2 separate regions of the Mus musculus genome follow, and region 1 is linked to region 2. Evidence: chromatin contacts called from public HiChIP or PLAC-seq data. All regions are on one chromosome and are shown on one strand. The core of a region is the stretch at or near the end of the contact, and the rest is flanking DNA. Distances in the headings are between cores, read along the strand shown. Region 1 holds the start of Ubp1 (upstream binding protein 1). Region 2 overlaps Pdcd6ip (programmed cell death 6 interacting protein).

Region 1 (2,700 bases), core at 67-2,566, 260 kb before region 2:
GACCAGCTCTGACCCAGGGCATTTCTCTTAGGGTATTAACAATGCTTCTGACCTCCCCTGGGCGGCAGGAAAGGTAGGAGAGCCCCAGGGAGCCCACATCGCACACTTTACACAACCAACCATACTGCTGAAAACTAAGTACTACACTTAATTCACACGTTTCAAAAACCACTCCGTTTTTTACCTCCTTGGGTAAACCATACCCTACACAAGCCATATTCCAACATCGAAACAAAGGGCTGCCGAGCCACCAAGAACTCTTCAACTCTTTCGGGATAAGTAAGGGGCAGACACACTTGGCTCCTATCTGTTTCCGCCTCTCCCAATTACACAAAAAGGAACAGCTGCTGGTGCAGACAGCAGTGACTAAACTATTGTGTGTGGCACAATCTTAAAGCCCTCTGCAAAAGGAAACAGCCTGAGGGGAGTCACTTTGAGAATGAAGAAACCTAGCAAGGGCCCAACTTCACTCTCAATCAGGAGACTATACAAGCAAGTCACTGCGCTCGCCAACCCTCAGGGCTACTTTCACTCACAATATAACTTACTATCAGAATGTCAAGCGGCTGAAAGTCGCAGGCCACGCTACCAGGCACCGTAGGAAAAGCTACAGTTTTCCCATTAGAAACAGTGCCTTTTGTACAGCCTACTCCAGCTAAAAGGACTCGTAAATCACTTGGAAAGAAAGTCCCTGCCCCTCTGACCCAATCTCAACGGCTAGCGCGGCTTCCCCAGGCAGAAGCGACGGGGTCCTCCGCCGCTAGCCGCCCCCGTCGGCCTCCCAGGCCACGGCGCCACGCGGCAGGACCCCGACCCCGCGGCCCAGGCCCCGCCCGGCGGAGGCAGCCGCGCGCCCCTTACCTCATGCTGTAGGCGCCGGCGCCCAGCTCCTGCCCGATGCCGGACAGGCTGGAGTCGAAGTCGTGCACCAGCCCGGACTCGATCACCTCGTCCATACTGAGCACCCAGGCCATCTTCCGGCCTCGCCGCCGCCCCGCGCAGCGCGGCCTCCGGGTCCGGGGCGAAGGCGCCCGAGCTCCGCGGGCGCGTCCTGAGGGAGGACGCGGGTGAAGCCTCCGGCGGCGCGGCGAGTGGTCACCTGCGGCGGCGCGGGACGCGGCTGAGACGAGAGCGGCCGAGGCCCAGCTGTCAGGGCACAGCGTGCGGGCCAGCAGCTGCGGCGGGAGCGACCGGGCCGCGAGCCGCGCCGCCCTCCCGCGGCCGCCGGCCCCGCGCCTCATGCCGCCGCCCGCCCCCGGCGCCGCTCCCGCGGCCGCCGCCCGCCCCGCCCCACAGCCCCAGCGCGCATCCCCCCGGCACGCCCGTCACCCGCTCCCGGGCCGCGCCCCCCCCCCCCCAGCCCTCTGCCCGCCCGCCCAGGCTCCAGCGCCCCTTCGCCCCGGCCAACCCCGCCGCCGCCGCTCCGCCGGCCCGGACGCAGCTTCGATGCGGCTCCGGCTTGGGCTCGCTCGCCGCTTCCGCCTCCTCCTCCGGCCCCGCCCCTGCGGCCGCTCCCCTCCCAGGCCCGCCCCTCGCGGCCCCGCGCCTCGCGGCGGCACTAGCGCCTGGGCCGAGCGGCGCTGCCCGGCCCCCGCGGTGTCGCGGCCTGGCGGCGGAAGAGGTGTGACCGGTTACGCTCGGCTGACTGACAGGTCTTCTGGGCAGTCACGGCGAAGCGGCCGGAATGGATTCCCGTGAGCCTCTGCGTTCCCGGCTGAGCCACCAATCAAAACGCTCTTCCCCTCCGGGACTAAATTGACTGCCATAAGTAAGAGCTCATTGGCCCGCACTGGAGGAAGTGGTTCCAGGTCCTACTTCCGTCGGTTCTGGGAAATACCCTTTCGTCGGCTTTTGCCCCCGCTCCAGAGAAAAGCGGGTACATCTCGTCTGATGTAAGCTAGGTCTGTTGTGCAGAAGATCTTGATTGGCAGGAGAATAAGCCAGTCAGCCCTCCCTAAAAGGTCCCCGCCCCTCTCAACTCAACTTTAATCCGGAGGCAGAAGCATGCTGGTCTGAGTTCGAGGTCAGCTTGGTCTACTTGGCGAGCTCCGGCTGAATCAAGGTTATATACAAGGGCTTGTCTCAAAACAAAACAAAGCAAATTTGCAGAGCCCAGAAGATCTGGTGACGCACATAGCACAAGAGTGTGTGACACCCTCGTTATTCCTTAATCATGTGCGCTAACACAAACCATGCAAATTGCTGTGAGAGTTAACGTGAAGAAAACTAGTGTTTTTCTAAAACAAAAGACAACAAACAAACCCGGGAGGTTATGGTTCAGGTAGCACGAAGACAAAACAAACAAACAAACAAACAAACAAACAAAAACCACACACACACACACAGATACCCGCAGCAAAAGACAAAGAATACACTAAGCATAGAGACTTCCTATCTATGCCCAAGTGCTCCCTTTTACTGCTTCATGGAAGTCTGTGTCTGGGTATCCCTAACAAGCTTTGAGAAGAACTGCTCCCTCCAAGCCGGCCCTCGATTATTGCTTTTTTCACATAATATTGTTTCCAAAGGATTCGGATGTGGGTCCAGCAACGTTCATTTGACAGGTTTATTATTAACTGTTGGAAATAACGGGGGAAGGGGGAGTAATTCTCTGATTCTTGGGACAAGTGTAATTGTGCTATCATTTGTCTCTTTAATCAGTTTATGCACTAGAGTACTCACACATATGTAGAAGCACAG
Region 2 (2,742 bases), core at 208-2,707:
TGAGTTCTGGAAACTCTTTTCCCCAGAGGGAGCCAAATTCAGAGCCGTTTTAGATAAAGCTGTGCAAGCGGATGGACAGGTGAAGGAGCGCTACCAGTCCCATCGAGACACCATCGCACTTCTGTGTAAGCCGGAGCCAGAGCTGAATGCTGCCATCCCCTCTGCTAACCCAGCAAAGACCATGCAGGGCAGCGAGGTGAGAAGGGAGAACGTGACATGGGGAGTCCTGTGTTCATGGGACTCTGTTCAAGTTGCTACGTAGAGACTGCCAGAGTCTTACTGCCAACTCAGCCGAAGGGGCTTGGGGTGCAGCTTCATGGAAGGCCACTTGTTTAGCTTGCACCAGGCTTGGGGTTTGAGTCCAAGTACCACACATTCTTGTATGCTCACAGACAGACACATAAACACATACAGAAGTAAATCGGGGTTGTTATATCAAAACTAGCATTCTATACATTGAGTGATAGTGGAGTTATTGATTAATGTCCTGTTGGAATTTTCATTTGTTGAGTTACTTTTGTGAGCTGGTACTTCATATGCTAACAGTGTTTAACTCAGATGTTGTAAAAGGGAAGCTTAGAAAGGACAGAAACTTCCCTTGGGGTGAAGAAGATGGGAGCCTTCCAACTTTAGTTTCTTTGTTCTTCATGATTTTCTTTGTATTCCACATGGTTTGAAGGGAAGATTGGCAAGGTGTGCATGTTAGTAAATGGACAGCATCAGGATGATATTTCTAATGATGGCAGGAGAGCGAACCCACAGAGCCTCTCATTAGGGAAGTCTTAGAGAGGAGAGAAAATGCAGGCAGAATGTGGTGGTGGCTGCTGTAAGGTCAGTTGTATTACATTAGAGGCTCCCTGCTGCCTAGGAAGTAAGTCCAGGCAAGTAAGAAACAGTGTATTGAAAAGGTACATTTCCAGGCACAATAGATTTCTAAAGTTGTTAATACTCTTCTTTATTTCTCTTTGTATAGAATAATTATATATATTCTAGCAAGACTTACTTCGTGAGTACTTACTGTGTTAAGTACTTTGTAAAATTAGCAAATGAATATAACCTTTCTTTATCTCAGCTTGTTGTCCAGTGTGGAACCTTTGTCATGTACAAAGATGACAATGATTGGTTACAAGTTTATAAACTCAGCAGGAAAAGCATCGGGGTTGCTGTTCGGATTTAGACAGTAGTGTGGGGCACCACTTTGGGAGTCTTCTTGGGAAACTGGTATACTGTGAGAACAGAGGGAGAATACATGAGCACAGCTGAGGTTCCTCATGGCCTCAGCTGTGTTCATGTATTGAGTGCACTGGTAGAGGGTGTGGAGGGCAGAGCAGGTCCCGGGCAGCACTCAACAGCAGGAGAGCTGCAGAGCAGTGTGTCTAAGGGATCCAGGGCTACAGGATGGGTGGACCAGGAATGCCAGCTACATGCCTGGATCTGGTCAGAACACGAGGATGTGAAGAGCAAGGAATCTAAACACGAGAATAGCCCCAGGGAACAGCAACAGGATCCCTAACCCCTGCCCTGCAGGGCTGAGGATTAAACCAGGGCCTGGTGCATATTATATGGGCATTCTACCACTGAGCTGTGTCCCCAGCTTACTCCCAACCCCCCTTTTCAGAGACAAAGCCTTTCTACATGCCCAAGCAAGCCTTTAACCTGAAACATTCCTATGTCTGTCCTGGCAGAGCAGGGGATTGAATAGCTGGGTAAGCATGCTATTACAGAGCTGCATCTCCAGCCCTTGGCACGTTTCTTTTTTGTTTTTTGTTTTTTTAATTTTAGAGAAAGATAGCTGTGGGACACATCTTTCTTATTCTTTTTGGTCTCTTCTATTTTCTTTCCCCGCTGGGGATTGAAACCAAAGGTTTGTTAGGTTCTACAGTCCCAGACCATTGGTGTCTTATTGATAAATTTATATGGATTGATTTCTCTTTCATGGAAAAGCAAAAATCATTTATGCTAAGCAAAATCAGAACTAGTAAGCCATTATTTTTTTGTAAATTTATTAATTTAAATTAACAGAGGCTTTTTGATAATCTGTAATGCCATTGCACACAGAGGTAAAGTCTTTTTTTGGGGTGGGGGTGTGTTTCAAGACAGGGTTTCTCTGTGTAGCCCTGGGTGCCCTGGAACTCACTCTGTAAACCAGGCTGGCCTCGAACTCAGAAATCCTCCTGCCTCTGCCTCCCGAGTGCTGGGATTAAAGGCGTGCGCCACCACGCCCGGCACTAGAGGTAAAATCTTTTATAATCAACACTAAGTTATTGTATTGAAGCTGGATTTCCTGACAGGTACAAAGAAAATGTTCAGCACGCTGTGCTTATGTATCATGAGCCTCTGTTAATTTAGAAGACATCATATGTTATCAAAGCTGATTCAAACTTTTACCGTAAACTTTGATGATCGTTTTCCCAGAGTGTTCATGGTAAAACATTGCTGTCTGACAGCCAGGCATGGTGTGCATGACTGGGTAGAGACTTGTGAGATCTCTGAGTTCGAGGTTAACCGGGTCTGCATAGTGAGATCCAGGTTAGCCAGGCTGCATGATGAGACTCTGTCTTAAATATATGTGTTTCTTGTTCTTTTTCTTTGGCTCGCTTTTCTTTTGTTTGTTTATTTTGACTTATTCCAGTTTGTTTTTGTTTTATTTTATTACTTTTCATTAGATGCCTGTGCTTCTAAGGAGAGATAGGAAGGGCATGGATCTGGGTGGATAGGGAGATGGAGAGAAATCAGGAGGAG

Evidence for each region. HiChIP or PLAC-seq counts read pairs in DNA pulled down with a chosen protein or histone mark.
Region 1: an H3K27ac HiChIP or PLAC-seq map of embryonic stem cells shows a contact between it and region 2, with 2.4 times the contacts expected there. The contact joins the promoter of Ubp1 here to the enhancer-like site in region 2. A contact is called at or near these places in 2 of 39 promoter capture datasets (liver and neural stem cells), 1 of 484 Hi-C or Micro-C datasets (embryonic stem cells), 6 of 115 datasets of contacts at active chromatin or transcription factors (the 230-238 cell line, bone marrow-derived macrophages, embryonic stem cells and 3 more) and 2 of 9 other capture datasets (adipose tissue and liver).

Annotation. Positions count from the first base shown.
Region 1 is chr9:113,929,928-113,932,627 of GRCm38.p6, reverse strand. Ubp1 (upstream binding protein 1) reads right to left here and starts at 1,316. Exons shown (of 16, transcript NM_001372510.1): 1 at 862-1,316. The coding sequence starts at 974. It overlaps Gm39439 (a long non-coding RNA gene), which reads left to right and starts at 1,702. Exons shown (of 4, transcript XR_003948257.1): 1 at 1,702-1,901.
Region 2 is chr9:113,669,211-113,671,952 of GRCm38.p6, reverse strand. It overlaps Pdcd6ip (programmed cell death 6 interacting protein), which reads left to right. Exons shown (of 18, transcript NM_011052.2): 12 at 27-196. Among named protein-coding and RNA genes, the nearest start is that of Gm36745, 27 kb to the right of the region's middle. Within about 2 kb of position 1,457, at least 25 of the 459 cell types and tissues checked have an H3K27ac peak or open chromatin away from gene starts, as enhancers often do. A contact at or near this core is called in embryonic stem cells and neural stem cells, where this site is marked.